2 separate regions of the Mus musculus genome follow, and region 1 is linked to region 2. Evidence: chromatin contacts called from public promoter capture Hi-C data. All regions are on one chromosome and are shown on one strand. Each heading gives the region's core, a stretch centred on a gene start, on an enhancer-like site or on the middle of the called end of the contact. The rest is flanking DNA. Distances are from core to core; before and after follow the strand shown. Region 1 holds the start of Aaas (achalasia, adrenocortical insufficiency, alacrimia). Region 2 holds the start of AU021063 (expressed sequence AU021063).

Region 1 (6,879 bases), core at 4,185-6,684, 1.1 Mb before region 2:
CTGCCTCGGAGTTAGTGGAGAAACAAAAGCCACTCTGTGGCCTACGTCCCCAAGCCACAATAGGGCTTTGTGCGGCCCCTGCCCCAGGGCTCCCCCGCTGGGCTGAGGGGGTGCATGGAGCGCTTTCCCAGGCATCTGCTCTGGGACCGCCGTCCACCCCGCTGCCGCAGTGGAGGCGCGGAACCCGAAGGCGACCCCACCCCGCGCTACCCCTGCTCTTGCCCAGGTGCAAGATCTCAGCCCTCTGGCCGGGCGCGCGGCTTCAAAGGCGCTTTGAAGAAATCCGAGTTCCGAAGAAGTGTCGAAGGAGACCAGGGGGAGTGGGCAGGACGTGGGGATGCCGAGGCGCGCACCCAGAAGGCAGAGGGCGAGAGCGGACCCCGGATCCCGTGGTTCACAAGACCCCCCAAGGGCTGGCCCTGTTGCCTCCCGGGCTCCGCCTGTCCGGTGCCAGCTCCCGCCCGCCGCAGCCTCGCGGTCCTCCCCTCCCAGGCCCCTCGGCCCCTTTCATCTTGCTAGACTCGGCTTGGGGTTTTGCTGGTTTCTGGGAGATAAAAACCGCCTCAAATAGCGGCGGCGCGATGCCAGGACAAACAGGGCCGGGCGGGCCATGTGCGCCTGGTTACCGGCCCGGGGCGCCCTGCTCCGGAGGGCGAGCTCAGGCTCCGGCGATGCCTCCCAGACAGTATGTTGGGGCGGTGTATGTGTGTGTGTGTGTGTGTGTGTGTGTGTGTGTGTGTGTGTGTGTGTGTGTGTGTGTGGTGCCCTTAGAAGTCTCTGACCGCGACTGGAGCGCTGCCTGAGTTTGCTCGCTCAGGTCTCAGGAGGGGCGGTGGTAAACCTAAAGCAAAATGCTCGGAGCCCTGGGGGTGGGTGCCATTGGGCTGTAGTCGCTGCGTCGCCCGGGCCATCGCGCCCTCTAGTGCAGTTAGTGGGGGGCTGTGCTAAGCCTGGACGTTGGCCTCTCTAGAACCCGCAAAAGCCATTTTAAAAAGTGTTAAGTTAGCAGTATGGAAGAGGAGGACAGTGCTTGAAAGAGGCCGAGCCAGGACAGAATGGCACTGTGGCTTTACTCCAGGGCGCTTTAAAGGTTGAATCACAAACTTAGCAGACACATACCCGAGGATGACGAGGGGTGGGGAGCTTCATCCGATGCAGGCAGGAATGATGTCTTGGAGTTAGGGATGGACGGTGATCGAGATTCAAATAAAAACCAGCTTCAACACTTTCCTGTCATCTGGCTGGCTATTTCTTTTCTTCAAGCCTGCCCGATCCTCTTTTTCTCAAAGACCTTTCCTAGTCTGCCAGTTGTTCTCAGATAATAGAGAATTTATCAAGTCAGCCTGGCTAATAAGAAAAGGTTAGCTCTTGGTTAAACTTAAAACAAGATGCACGCTTGTAATCCTACCATATTGGCCTGGGCTACATATTAAAATTTTTTTTTCAGAGACTGAACAAAGTTATTATCTCTGATGATTCTCTGGAACTATAATTTTGAGAACCTAGAATCTGCTTTTATTTTTTATTTTTATTTTTAAATTCAAGCGACGGAGAGATAGTGCACTGGTTAAGAGTTCTTACAACTGGTGCAGAGGACTCAGTTTCCATTCCTGGAACCCATGAGAAGGCTAACCATAACTCTAGTTTCAGGGGATCCTAAACCATTTCTGCATAAAAGCAAATTCATACACATAAAAGAAAAAATAATAAGGGGCTGGGGAGATGGCTCAGTGGTTAAAGGTTAAGAGCACTTGACTGCTCTTCCAAAGGTCTTGAGTTCAATTCCTAGCAACCACATGGTGGCTCACAACCATCTGTAATGGGATCTGATGCCCTCTTCTGGTGTGTCTGAAGACAGCTACAGTGTACTCACATACATAAAATAAATAACTCTTTAAAAATAAAATAAATGCTTTCTTTTTTTTGGGGGGGGGGGAGACATGATCTCTCTATGCAGCCATGACTTATCCTGAAACTGGATATGTACATGAAGCTGACCCCTAGTGGTAAAAAAATCCCCCTGCCTCTGCCTCTTGAGTATTAGGATAAAGGGCGTGTGCTACCATGCCTGAAAAAGTCTTTAAAAGATTCATTTCCTTTTATTTTATGTGATGAATACTCTGAAAGTTGCCTGATGTAAATCCTGGGAACAAAACTAGGGCCCCCTGGAAGAGCATCAACTGCTCTGAACTGCTGAGCCGCCTCTTTAGCTTCACCAGCAAATTTATGAAAAATTTTAAAAAGAGAGAGAGAAAAATCTCAGGTGACTCGGGCATTCCTTAACATTCGAGGGATAAGAGATTACAGGCAAGTCCAGCGTGGAGGGTTTGCTTCCAGCACGCAGGACACAGAGAACAACCACAGCAAGCTCCAGGGCAGCACAGGGAGACCCAGCTCAGCGAAACAGAGCAAAGGGAAATTGAGGCCAACCTCACCTCAGATGAAGAGAACCTGCAGGCTTCGTCCGGATGTCTCTGTCTTCTGACCTGGGAGCTTCTCTGTAAGGTCCTTCTAGATAGAAAGGAGAGGCAGACACAGAAGTTCAGGGCACAAGAAACTATTTCTGCCATTGCCCTTACATTCTTCAGTGAGGCCGGGCATGGTGGCACACACCTTTAATCCCAGCACTTGGGAGGCAGAGGCAGGAGGATTTCTGAGTTCGAGGCCAGCCTGGTCTACAAAGTGAGTTCCAGGACAGCCAGGGCTACACAGAGAAACCCTGTCTCGAAAAAACCAAAAAAAAAAAAAAAAAAAAACCCACCAAAAAAACCCACATTCTTCAGTGAGACTGGGGGTGTGGGGCCTGAGCCTACATACAGCTTTGAGTTCTTCCTTCCTTCCTTCCTTCCTTCCTCCCTCCCTCCCTCCCTCCCTCCCTTCCTTCCTTTCTTCCTTCATTCCTTCCTTCCTCTCTCTCTCTCTCTCTCTCTCTCTCTCTCTCTCTCTCTCTTTCCCTTTCTTTTCTTTTTTCTTTTTTTCAGACAGGCCTAGTCTCTCAGGTTCGCTGTGTACCAGATGAATGACAATCGAGGTTAACTATTCACCACTGTTTGTAATTCTCAGCACTCAGGAGATGAGGCAGGAGGATTCCGGCAAATTAGAAGTCACCCTCAGCCTGTCTCAAAAATACAAAACTAAAATTAATCAAGTGCATAATTGCCACACCTCCCATTCTTTACGCTCCAGTTTTAGGTCCATCTTCCACATTTCTTTTTAAAGACAAGATCTTATGTAGCTGAGACATAGTGTGAACTATGCTTCAGAGGATGTCCCTGAATTTGTGTCTCTAGACATAGTGTGGTTTGTGCTTGTTTGTTTGTTTTTGAGACACCATCTCACTATATATCCCTGACTGGCCTGTAGCTTCCTATGTTAGACCAGGATAGCTCTGAATTCACAGTGATCCACCCATTTCGGCTTCCTGAGTGCTGGGACTAAAAGCATGTACCATTAGGCCAGGCTAATACGTTTAGTTTTTCTTTTTAAAGAGTTAATTTATTGGGAAATGAAAACCAAACTAAGAGCCAGGTGATGGTGGCAGTGGTGGCACCTTTAATCCCTGTACTTGGGAGGCAGAGGAAGATGGAACTCTGAGTTTTGAGGCCAGACTGGGGTACCTATGGAGTGAATTCTAGGACAGACAGGGCTACACAGAGAATCCTTCTATTGAAAAACAAAACAAAGCAAAAAGTTATTTGGGGGCCAGAGAGATGGCTCAGTGGCTAAGAGCAGTTACTGTTCTTGCAGAGGATCCTGGTTCTGTTCCCCAAATCTACATGATGATTCAGAACCATCTGTAACTCCTGTTCCAGGGGAGTCCAGCGCCCTTTACTGGCTGCTGTGGACACTGCATGCATGTGGTGCACATAGGTGCATACAGGCAAAACACAAATTAAAAAAATATTTTTAAAAGCCCCTTATACTCCCTGTATAGTACTACAGGTGTGCATGCACCACCATGCCCAGTGACAAAAGTGCTCTCGAGGAGGAGGGTCAGGCTCAGAGTCAGTTTCAATTAAAGGCTAGGTGAGTCCATTTCTTTGGGTGTCAGGTGAGGCAGAGCATCATAGATTCAGGAGCAGGTGGAAGAGTTTGCTTATTCATAATGGCCAGGAAGCAGAGAGATAGCAATAGCAGGGAAAGGCTAATACCGTTCCTGTGAGTCTCACCATCCCACACTTCCCTCCCATTTGTCTATTCAGATTTTGAGCTCACAATTGAATTAAGTTAGAATTAAACCATCTAAACATCTCTCTGTAGTTCTAGCCCCCCCCCCAACCCCTTCAGTTTCAGAAAAGGTCTCAGGAGAGCATGGTGGTAGATCTTTAATCTCAGCACTCTTGGGAGATAGAGGTATGAATCTCTATGAATTCAAGGTCAGTCATGTCTACATAGCAAGTTCCGTGCTAGCCAGAGCAACATAGCCATACCCTGCCTCAAAATAAAGCCTAGGGCTGGAGAGATGGCTCAGCAGTTAAGAGCACTGACTGCTCTTCTAGAAGTCCTGAGTTCAATTCCCAGCAACCACATGGTGGCTCACAACCATCTGTAATGGAATCAGATACCCTCTTCTGGTGTGTCTGAAAACCATGAGAGTGTACTCATATAAATAAAACAAATCTTAAAACAAACAAACAAACAAACAACAAAGCCTAAATAAGACAAAGTCAGGGTGGTATGTATCTCAAGTTGGAAGAGAACTATGGAGTGGACATTCAGTGATCCTCCTGCCTGTACCTCCCAATGCTGGGATTACAGATCGGAGTCAACGGTATTTGGAGGCAGGGGCTTGCTACGCAGTCTACACTAACCTTTTATTCTTGTCCACATCCTGTAGGCATTACAGCCTTGGGCCAATATGCCCCACCAATGTCTGGTTTGTGTGTATTTTGGTCCAATCTGTGTCATTTTGCTACTGGTAGTTCAACGGTGCACTTTTGGGGTTATTGTAAGGATTATAGAAGCGTTTGTTAGTGATATACTCGGGAAAAGTTACTGTCCTTCCAGTGTCCGTCTCTCTCTTTCAGGACGCCTTACCCTGTGAAGTCCGTTCTGACTGTCCTCTAAAGTCTTTTTTGTTTTTTTTTTGGAGGTGGGGGGGCGGGGAAAGCTCACTGGTAGGATGACATCGTCTGTATATTCCTCAAGGATATTTACGGGGGTTGGAGAGTTTAATTAGGTACTTTCCTAAACCTGGCTTATTTTGGGCTTTTTCCGTACTAAGTAAGTGAGTGGGAGACGCTGCTGGGGATTCAGAGTTGGAAAAAACAGTAGTCTTACAGGAAACAAACCAAAACCAAACCGCGGCGCTCCTTACGCCACAGGTCGGTCCTCGGACGTGTCAGCGTCGTGCCCGCTCCGTACGCAAGGGGGCGCGCCAGGAAGTCCCGGAAGTCCGTCCCGAAACCCGACTCGGAACTTTCTTCCTTGCACTTCCGTTCAGCTTCGCGCAGTCGTTTGTCCTGTACGGCTACCCGTCCTCACACGAATCTAGCCCGGGAACTAAGATTCCGGGGAGCGCAGTCGTCACCAGCCGGGAGCCTGTCGATTCCAGACGCTCTCCGGACTGGCAAGATGTGCTCCCTGGGGTTGTTCCCCCCGCCGCCGCCTAGAGGTCAAGTCACCCTGTATGAGCACAATAACGAGCTGGTGACCGGCAACAGCTATGAGAGCCCGCCTCCCGACTTTCGGGGCCAGGTGGTCCGGGTGGGAACGCTGCGGTGGGGATGCGGAAAGTGGGAATAGAGGCGACGCGGCGGGGCTCGCTCACAAGTGATTGGGAACGGCATGACTCCCACAGGAGACTGGAGAGAACGAAATATATTTTAGGGCCTGTGTTACCCAGTTAGGCATGCCAAGGCATGTGAGGAGGTTCTAGGAGGGGTAGAGAAGATGATGGATGCCGTCCATCAGGTCTTCTCTAGTGTCAACCCTGTGAAAAACGATTGTGGTTTGCAGATGAGGACTGAAAATTTTCTGTCCCACAAGTGTTACATTTGTGGGTATGGGAAATGGGGCCGTGGAATCTCTTATGCCATAGGTTGGAGATGGCAAGGAGTTCTGTTAAGATTTGGGGAAGAGACTGACTGCCTCCCTCTCTTCTGAGGTATAGTGGATCAATCTTCCTGTCCTACACCTGACCAAGGATCCCCTAAAAGCCCCAGGGAGGCTGGACCATGGTACAAGAACTGCCTTCATCCATCACCGTGAGCAAGTGTGGAAGAGATGCATCAATGTTTGGTGAGGCATAGCAAACAGTGGCTTAAATAGGCCATGGTCTACCGAGCCTGCTTTGGGCAGCTCTTGAATGGCTGCTTATTGCAGTCTGTGTCTTCATATTACCACAAATCATATTAGGTGATCCATTTTTATTGTAAAACTCAAGGGTGTACCAGAAACCTCATTTATCCCTAATAGCTTGGCTTGATTTTACAAACCTGCTCTCAGCACCGACCTCATTTGCTTTTATCTGAAGCTCAGGAAAGTTAGGAAAAGGTTGAATTGATTCGTTAATATGTAGGACATGTAAGAATTAAAGCTGTGCTATCTTTTTTTTTTTTAACTGTACGTTTGGAAAAGTTACATAATTACTCTGTCCTAAAGCCAAACCCCTTTAAACCATGGTGACTAAATAGATACAAAGCACATAGAAGCATTTCCTGGCACATTAATCCCTTGATGTGTTTGCCATCCCCATTATTATCATTGCCATTATCTGTAAAAAGAATCCCTGGTGCCGGGCGTGGTGGCTCACGCCTTTAATCCCAGCACTCCGGAGGCAGAGGCGGGCGGATTTCTGAGTTCGAGGCCAGCCTGGTCTACAGAGTGAGTTCCAGGACAGCCAGGGCTACACAGAGAAACCCTGTCTTGAAAAAACAA
Region 2 (6,667 bases), core at 1,178-3,677:
CATGGTAGAAGAGATAACTAAAGCAGCCTTCCTTTCCCAGGGCTAGGAGAAAGGGAAGCTGTGGAAACCTGCAAGCAGGTTTAAATCCGAGCCCTACTGGGGCCACCCCAAGGCTTGAAATCACCTCTCCACTCTGGATGCTGGAGTTAAGGCTCTCGTTCCTCACCTGGGGTTTGGAATATGCCCAGAGTAGGTGAGTAGATCCTCGGAGTTGGGGCATGACCGGCGCTGAGCCTTTCTCTAGTCCTGTCTTAGATACCATCCCTCAAGCTCTTTGTTACCATGGCTGCCAGGCTGTGGGAGAGGCGGGGATGACCCACAGCCCAAGTCTGTCGTCAGTGGCGCCCAAATAAGAAGCAAAAGAGGGAAGCAGTTGGTTGTCTAGCCACCACAGACGGAGCCTGGGGCTCCACATTCGGACATGAGACACCACGCGTGCTCTTTACATACATCATTACAAACCTTATGAAACAGGTACCATTATCATCCCTCCCAGAGGGGGAAACTGAAACCCAGACAGAAAGCACCTTGCTAGGAGGGTTGCTCAGTGACCAAGTTGACAGTCCAAACAAGGCAGCCCCATTCTGGAACTTCTGCCTTACTCTGTGATGCTGACTTCAATGCTTCATCGTGAGGTTGAGCCCGACTCTGTGCCAGGGGCTGGCTAGGCACTGGTGTGACAGAGGTGTTTGGTCTGGGAGCCGGTTGCATGCTGTACATGTGCTGTGTAAGACCCATACCATGGGGGAGCAGAGGCCAGAAGGCCATATCTCAGAGGCCAGAAAAGACTTTCTTCTACCCGTTCATCAGTCTGGCTGTCTCCTTGTGTCTTGCCTCCCCTCCTCCAGCCCCCTACTCTCACCCAGGCCCCTGTGCCCTCACTACACAAGAAGTATAAGTGGGAAGGGTGGCTTAGGGACTATGTTAGCTAAGATGTCTCCCTTAATGCTTCTCTCCCTGATTTAACCACCAAGTGGCCATCGGTTGAGGGGCCAAGGGAGAGTCAGTGGAGAAACATGGGACTCTTATTGAGAGCATTAACACAGATGGACCCCTGGACCGTCTGTTGCCTGACAGACGGCATCTGTAGTGGGGGAGGGGGTGGGGAGTTACGAAGGTAGAAGACAGAAAAGTTTGTATTGCGTTCATTCTAGTTCTTATCCACGAAAGGACCCTCCCCCCACACACCCCCAACGAGATCCTGTGCCACCTATGAAGGTGCCACCTGCCTACTCTGGAGGATTAGTGAATGCGTATCTAACAGCCCTGTTGACAGAAGTCCTTTGTGCTGATTAGAGGTAAACACCTCTTCCCCCACAACCCCAGTTTGTGCAGGTCCGATTGCCTCTTGCCTCCAGGTGAGAAGCCACCACAGGGAGCTGAAGTTCTCACCTAAGCAAGAAGGTGCTAGAAAACCCAGAGCAAGTGTGAGCCCAGAAAAGGCAATTTCTCTAAGTCCTTGGCATGATTTTCTCAAATCTTAGGATTTCAGAGCTGGAAGAGGCCTCATGTTCTGGAAAAGACGTGTGTGGTCCAAGCCCTCCTGCCTGAGACAGCAGTCAGAGAGGGAAAGACTGCCCCGGAATGGATTTAGGAACCCAGGACTCTTGACAAAGACTGCTAATTCAGCAGCTGGCAGCTGGGGAGCGGACTGCCTGATTCCTCTGCGGTTCCACAGTTTCTCCAGGGAGGATTGGAGAGTCCTGGGTGCCTCCCTGTGGGATGGTGGCACCCTCTGCTGGTCGTGAGCCTTGTGGTGGAACTATCTCCAGACTCAAAGCCGTCTGGTGCTCGGCGCCACCTGGAAACCTTGCCATATTTTGGGATCCCATACAGCATTTGTTCCTCCAGGAGGATCTGTAGTGAGCTGGTAACTGAGTTCACACTGAGGAAGTTGTGAGGAGGGAGATGCTGCCGGTTAAAAGTACTCCACAGCACGGCTCCAGAGCTCAGCCTTCTCTGCCCCACCTCCTCTTATGCCACGCCCCTTGCCTAGCATCTGTTCCCCTCCTCCAATTAGCCTTACCCAGGCCTCCTGCCTCTCCAGAATGTCCCTTACCTCCTCATGCCTCTTAGCAAATCCCCTGTGGATCTGCTCCTGAGAAATCTATACTTCGTCTGCAACTTATGTCGAAGCAGGTGTCTTGTTCCCAGGGAGTTCATGTTTCCCAGTTCTTTGGCTCCAGCTGCTCCATCCTAAGATGGGGTTTAAGGGTGGGGGGAGGGGAGACCTGGGTAGCATGGGATTAGTAGAGGCTGTCTAACGGACAAAGCCCCTTCTCACTTCTTTAAGGACAACCCCTTGCCAAGTCTCCCACCAATCCACAATTCCCTGTGACCCCACAGACCTGCTTAAGTTCTGGGGAACCCTCGGAAAGTTGGAGCACTAGAGCTGCGAAAGTTCAGACGCTGTAGAGTCCCAGTGAGTCAGTTACTTCAGGGCACAGAACTAGCAAGGATGAATAAATAGCTCTATGGATGCCGCCTCTGCTTCTGTGTGGGAGGGGGGAGGGGAGGGGATGGGGAGGGGAGTTAGCAGCAAGAGAGGGCCTGGGGCTCAGCTGGCTCTCTGGTACACCAGGAATGATGGGCTGGGCCTCAGCTGCATGACATCACTGCTTGCAGGAGGTATAGAACAGCCGGTGGGCAGCTGGCTGGGCAGGGAATGCTTGTTTTCTTAATGACTCCTATTGCCTAACAGCGTTCTCGCGGTACAGTGTTGTGTTGGTGCTGGGGCCCTGCTGCGGGAGAGTTCTAGCAGGTCTGATCCAGTACAGTTCAGAGATCTGACTCCCAGGAGGTCTGTAGGTAGGAGCCAGGTAGATAGGACAGTTTGTGTTGGATATGGGTGTCTCCTGGTCTAGTCCCATCCAGAGGCCAAGCATCTGCCTCTCGAATGGCCAGGTTGGAGTGACAGAAGGAAGGGACACTCAGTCTGGTTTTCCTCAGAGCAGCAACACGTCACTCATGAGACATGGAATACATATTTCCTCACCTCTCACTTTAGCAGGAGAAATGCAGAAGATGGAAGCTCTTAGGGCAGGAACTCCACAGACCTCTTCCCTGTTGGCAAATGAACACCTGCTCAGCGTCTAATCCCTGGCTTTTTGGGTGGTGGTGGTGGGCAGCATTGTGTATCAGGCTACCCAAACCCCAAAATGCTCATGCTAGAACAACCCCCCACCCCCGCCCCTGGCCATGGCTCTCTCTGCCACTGACTTCAGACAGAAGTCAGCATCCCCTTTCTGCATGGCTGTCTGATCGTGCCTGAACCTGTCTCCTGCCCCACTGGCTGTGTCTCTCCTCACAGTTCTAATGGTCTGCTACCACAGAAAGTGCCTCCCTACAGACAAGCAGGGCCACATCACGCCCCTGCTTACAATCAGCTGTAGTGTGGAAGCCGGTGTCCCACAGACTCAGCCCTCACTGTGATACTAAGTGGTGGAGGGTTTAGGAGGATTGGTGATTCATTCAGTCAGGAGGGCTCTGTCCTTGTGAATGGAACAAGCACTGTGCTGGGCAGTTTTGTGTCAACTTGACACAGACTGGACTTATCTGAAAAAAAGGGAGTGTCTGTTGAGAAAATGCCTCCAAGCCTGGTGGTGGTGGCAGTGTGTGACTTTAGTCCCTGCACTCAGGAGGCAGAGGCAGGTGGATCTCTGAGTTTAAGGCCGGCTCTACAGAGCATGTTCCAGGATAACCAGAGCTACACAGAGAAACCCTGTCTCAAAAAACAAGCAAGCAAGCAAACAATCAAACAATGCCCCCATAGGATCTGGCCATAGGGCGTTTTCTTAATTATTGAATGATGGGGGAGGGTCCAGCCCTTTGTGGGTGGTGCTATCCTTGGGCTGGTGATTCTGGGTTCTATAAGAGAGCAGGCTGAGCAAGCCAGGAGCAATCCATTAAGCAGCACCCTCCATGACCTCTGCATCAGCTCATGACTCCAGGTTCCTGCCCTGTTTGTGTCCCTGTCCTGACTTCCTTCGAAAATGACCAGCGCTGAGGAAGTGTAAGACAAGTTAACCCTTTCCTCCCCACCATGCTTTGGTCATGGTGTCTCATCACAGCCATAGAAACTCTAAGACAAGTACTCTTATAAAAGAGTCTCCCGGGAGCCTGTTTCCCTTCCTGCCAGAACGGGAAAAGCACCATCTTCCAGGACCAAGCTCTCTGTAAACACTGACGCTGTCGGCCTCTTGATCTTCAGCTTTTCAATCCCTAGAAATGTTAGCTAAAAGTTTGTGTTTATAAATTATCCATGAGAGTGGTGGTGCAAGCCTTTAATCTCAGCACTTGGGAAGCCAAGATAGGTGGATCTTTATGAGTTTGTAGAGGCTAGCCTTGGCTACATATTGAGACCCGATCTCAAAAAACAAAACAAACCAAACAAAAACAAACAAAAAATCTCCAACAAACAAAAAATCTCCAACAAACAAAAATCCAGGCTAAGAATATCTTCCCATCCTTACCATGAAGACTGTCTTAGGGTTTTAGTGCTGTGAACAGACACCATGACCAAGGCAAGTCTTATAAAGGACAACTTTAGTTGGGGCTGGCTTACAGGTTCAGAGGTTCAGTCCATTATCAAGGTAGGAGCATGGCAGCATCCAGGCAGGCATGGTATAGACAGAGCTGAGAGTTCTACAGCTTCATCTGAAGGCTGCTAGTGGAAGACTGACTTCCAGGCAGCTACGGTGAGGGGCTTAAAGATCGCACTCATAGTGACACACCTACTCCAACAAGGCCACACCTCCTAATAGTCCCACTCCCTGGGCCAAGCATATTCAAACCATCACAAGGCCTGAACCCAGGGACTCACATGTTTTAGGGATAGTGTTCTTACCATAGCTTGGACTTTTCTTGTTTGTTTTGTTTGAGATGGAGTCTCACTGTGTAGCCTTGGCTCACCTGAAACTCACTATGTAAGCCAGGCTGGTCTTGAACTCAGAGATCTGCCCATCTCTGCCCAGAAAAAGATGCTGAGATTAAAGGTGTGGCTACCTGGTCCAGATGGGTTGGCAACAGAAATGACCTAAAACACCTTTCAATGGCATTGCCCTATATGAAGAGAAAAGGTTTCTGTTGAATGGTTTCAGTGTTTTTAGTTAGTTCTCAATCTCTCTCTCTCTCTCTCTCTCTCTCTCTCTCTCTCTCTCTCTCTCTCTGTGTGTGTGTGTGTGTGTGTCTTTCCTGTTTTTATTTTTGTTTTGTTTTAAGACAGGGTCTCTTTGTGTAGCCCTTGTTGTCCTAAAACTCACTCTGTAGACCAGGCTGGCCTTAAAACTCATAGATCGGGGCTGGTGAGATGGCTCAGCGGGTAAGAGCACCTGACTGCTCTTTGGAAGGTCAGGAGTTCAAATCCCAGCAACCACGTGGTGGCTCACAACCATCCGTAACGAGATCTGACTCCCTCTTCTGGAGTGTCTGAGGACAGCTACAGTGTACTTACATAAAATAAATAAACAAACAAACAAACAAATAAATCTTAAAACAAAAACAAAACCTCATAGATCTGCCCGCCTCTGCACCATCACCTCCCAGCTATGGTTTCTGGTTTCTAGAGGAATGGCCTCATGTACCACAGGCTGGCCTTGAAGTATAGCCAAAGATAACCCTGAACTTCTGATTCTCCCACCTCTTTGCTGAGACGTATATAATACCGTATATAATAATACCGTATATAATAATACCGTATATAATACCCAGTATATAATACCGTATATAATACCCAGTGTTATACAGAGTTGGGGATTGAAATGCATGCCTGCTAAGCACTGCCAACTCAACTATAGTCTCAGCTGCAGAAGGCTTTAACTTAGGGTACAGTATACTAGCTATTAAGAAAAGTTTGGATAATAACAGAAGAGGGAAAATTACTGAATAGCAGCATAGTCAGAGAGAGTTGTCCCAGCAGAGGTAACACATTAGTACTACATAGCTGCCATTTCTGTACCCTGTCCCCACCCCAGCCCCAGAAGTTGTGACTTCTAAGCTTGGGAAAAGCTCCAGTTGATTTCTCTCCTTATATTGTTGGCTTCCTTAACATGGCCAAAACTCTTTGGATTGTTGTTGTTGTTGTCAAGACTTACTTTCACTTTAATGAGTGTTTTGACTACATGTATGCAGTTGCATGCCTGGCACCCACAGAGGCCAGAAAGGACAGTGTAGCCCCTGAAACGGGATGTTACAGTTTCCAGCTGTAGTATATGTAGACAAGGTTGGCCTCAAACTCACAGAACTAAGTTCTGGGACTGAAGATATATGACAGCCAGCAGGGCACCCTTGTTTTCAGAGACAGGCTGGCTTCAAATTGTCTCAGCCTCTGAAGTACTGGAATTATAGGTTGTACCCTGGGCATGGTAGTACTCTGAATGGGTTTTTTTTTTTTTTTTTAATTTCATCTTGACAACTTCATACATGCGCATATTTCAGTCCTGGCCACACATCCCACATCCCCTGATCTTTTCATGCACTTGTTTTTGAATGGTAACGCTCTTTTGACTGGAACCCCTATGTTTCAAAACGTGACCCCCAACTTCCTCTCTCCTTTGTGGTCCCCAGTGTCCTGTCTGTTCTGATCATGCTATCTCCCCTCCTAAGTAGCTATCTATTCTGTAGGAGGGAAGCCCCTGGAGGGTCCTGTCCTTGCTTCCCTACATCTCAC

The links. Promoter capture Hi-C pulls out the DNA fragments that hold promoters and counts their contacts.
Region 1: a promoter capture Hi-C map of pre-B cells shows a contact between it and region 2, with 2.5 times the contacts expected there. The contact joins the promoter of Aaas here to the promoter of AU021063 in region 2. A contact is called at or near these places in 6 of 39 promoter capture datasets (the C10 cell line, hippocampal neurons, liver and 2 more), 1 of 115 datasets of contacts at active chromatin or transcription factors (pancreatic cancer cells) and 1 of 9 other capture datasets (liver).

What each region holds. Positions count from the first base shown.
Region 1 is chr15:102,349,314-102,356,192 of GRCm38.p6, reverse strand. It overlaps Aaas (achalasia, adrenocortical insufficiency, alacrimia), which reads left to right and starts at 5,434. Exons shown (of 16, transcript NM_153416.2): 1 at 5,434-5,697; 2 at 6,113-6,240. The coding sequence starts at 5,575. It overlaps Gm36246 (predicted gene, 36246), which reads right to left and starts at 5,366. Exons shown (of 3, transcript NR_155425.1): 1 at 5,281-5,366; 2 at 2,436-2,511; 3 at 1,054-1,343.
Region 2 is chr15:101,217,007-101,223,673 of GRCm38.p6, reverse strand. AU021063 (expressed sequence AU021063) reads right to left here and starts at 2,427. Exons shown (of 3, transcript NR_045996.1): 1 at 2,349-2,427; 2 at 2,060-2,196; 3 at 1,519-1,885. A330009N23Rik (RIKEN cDNA A330009N23 gene) reads left to right here. Exons shown (of 3, transcript NR_045328.1): 2 at 41-193; 3 at 1,485-2,483.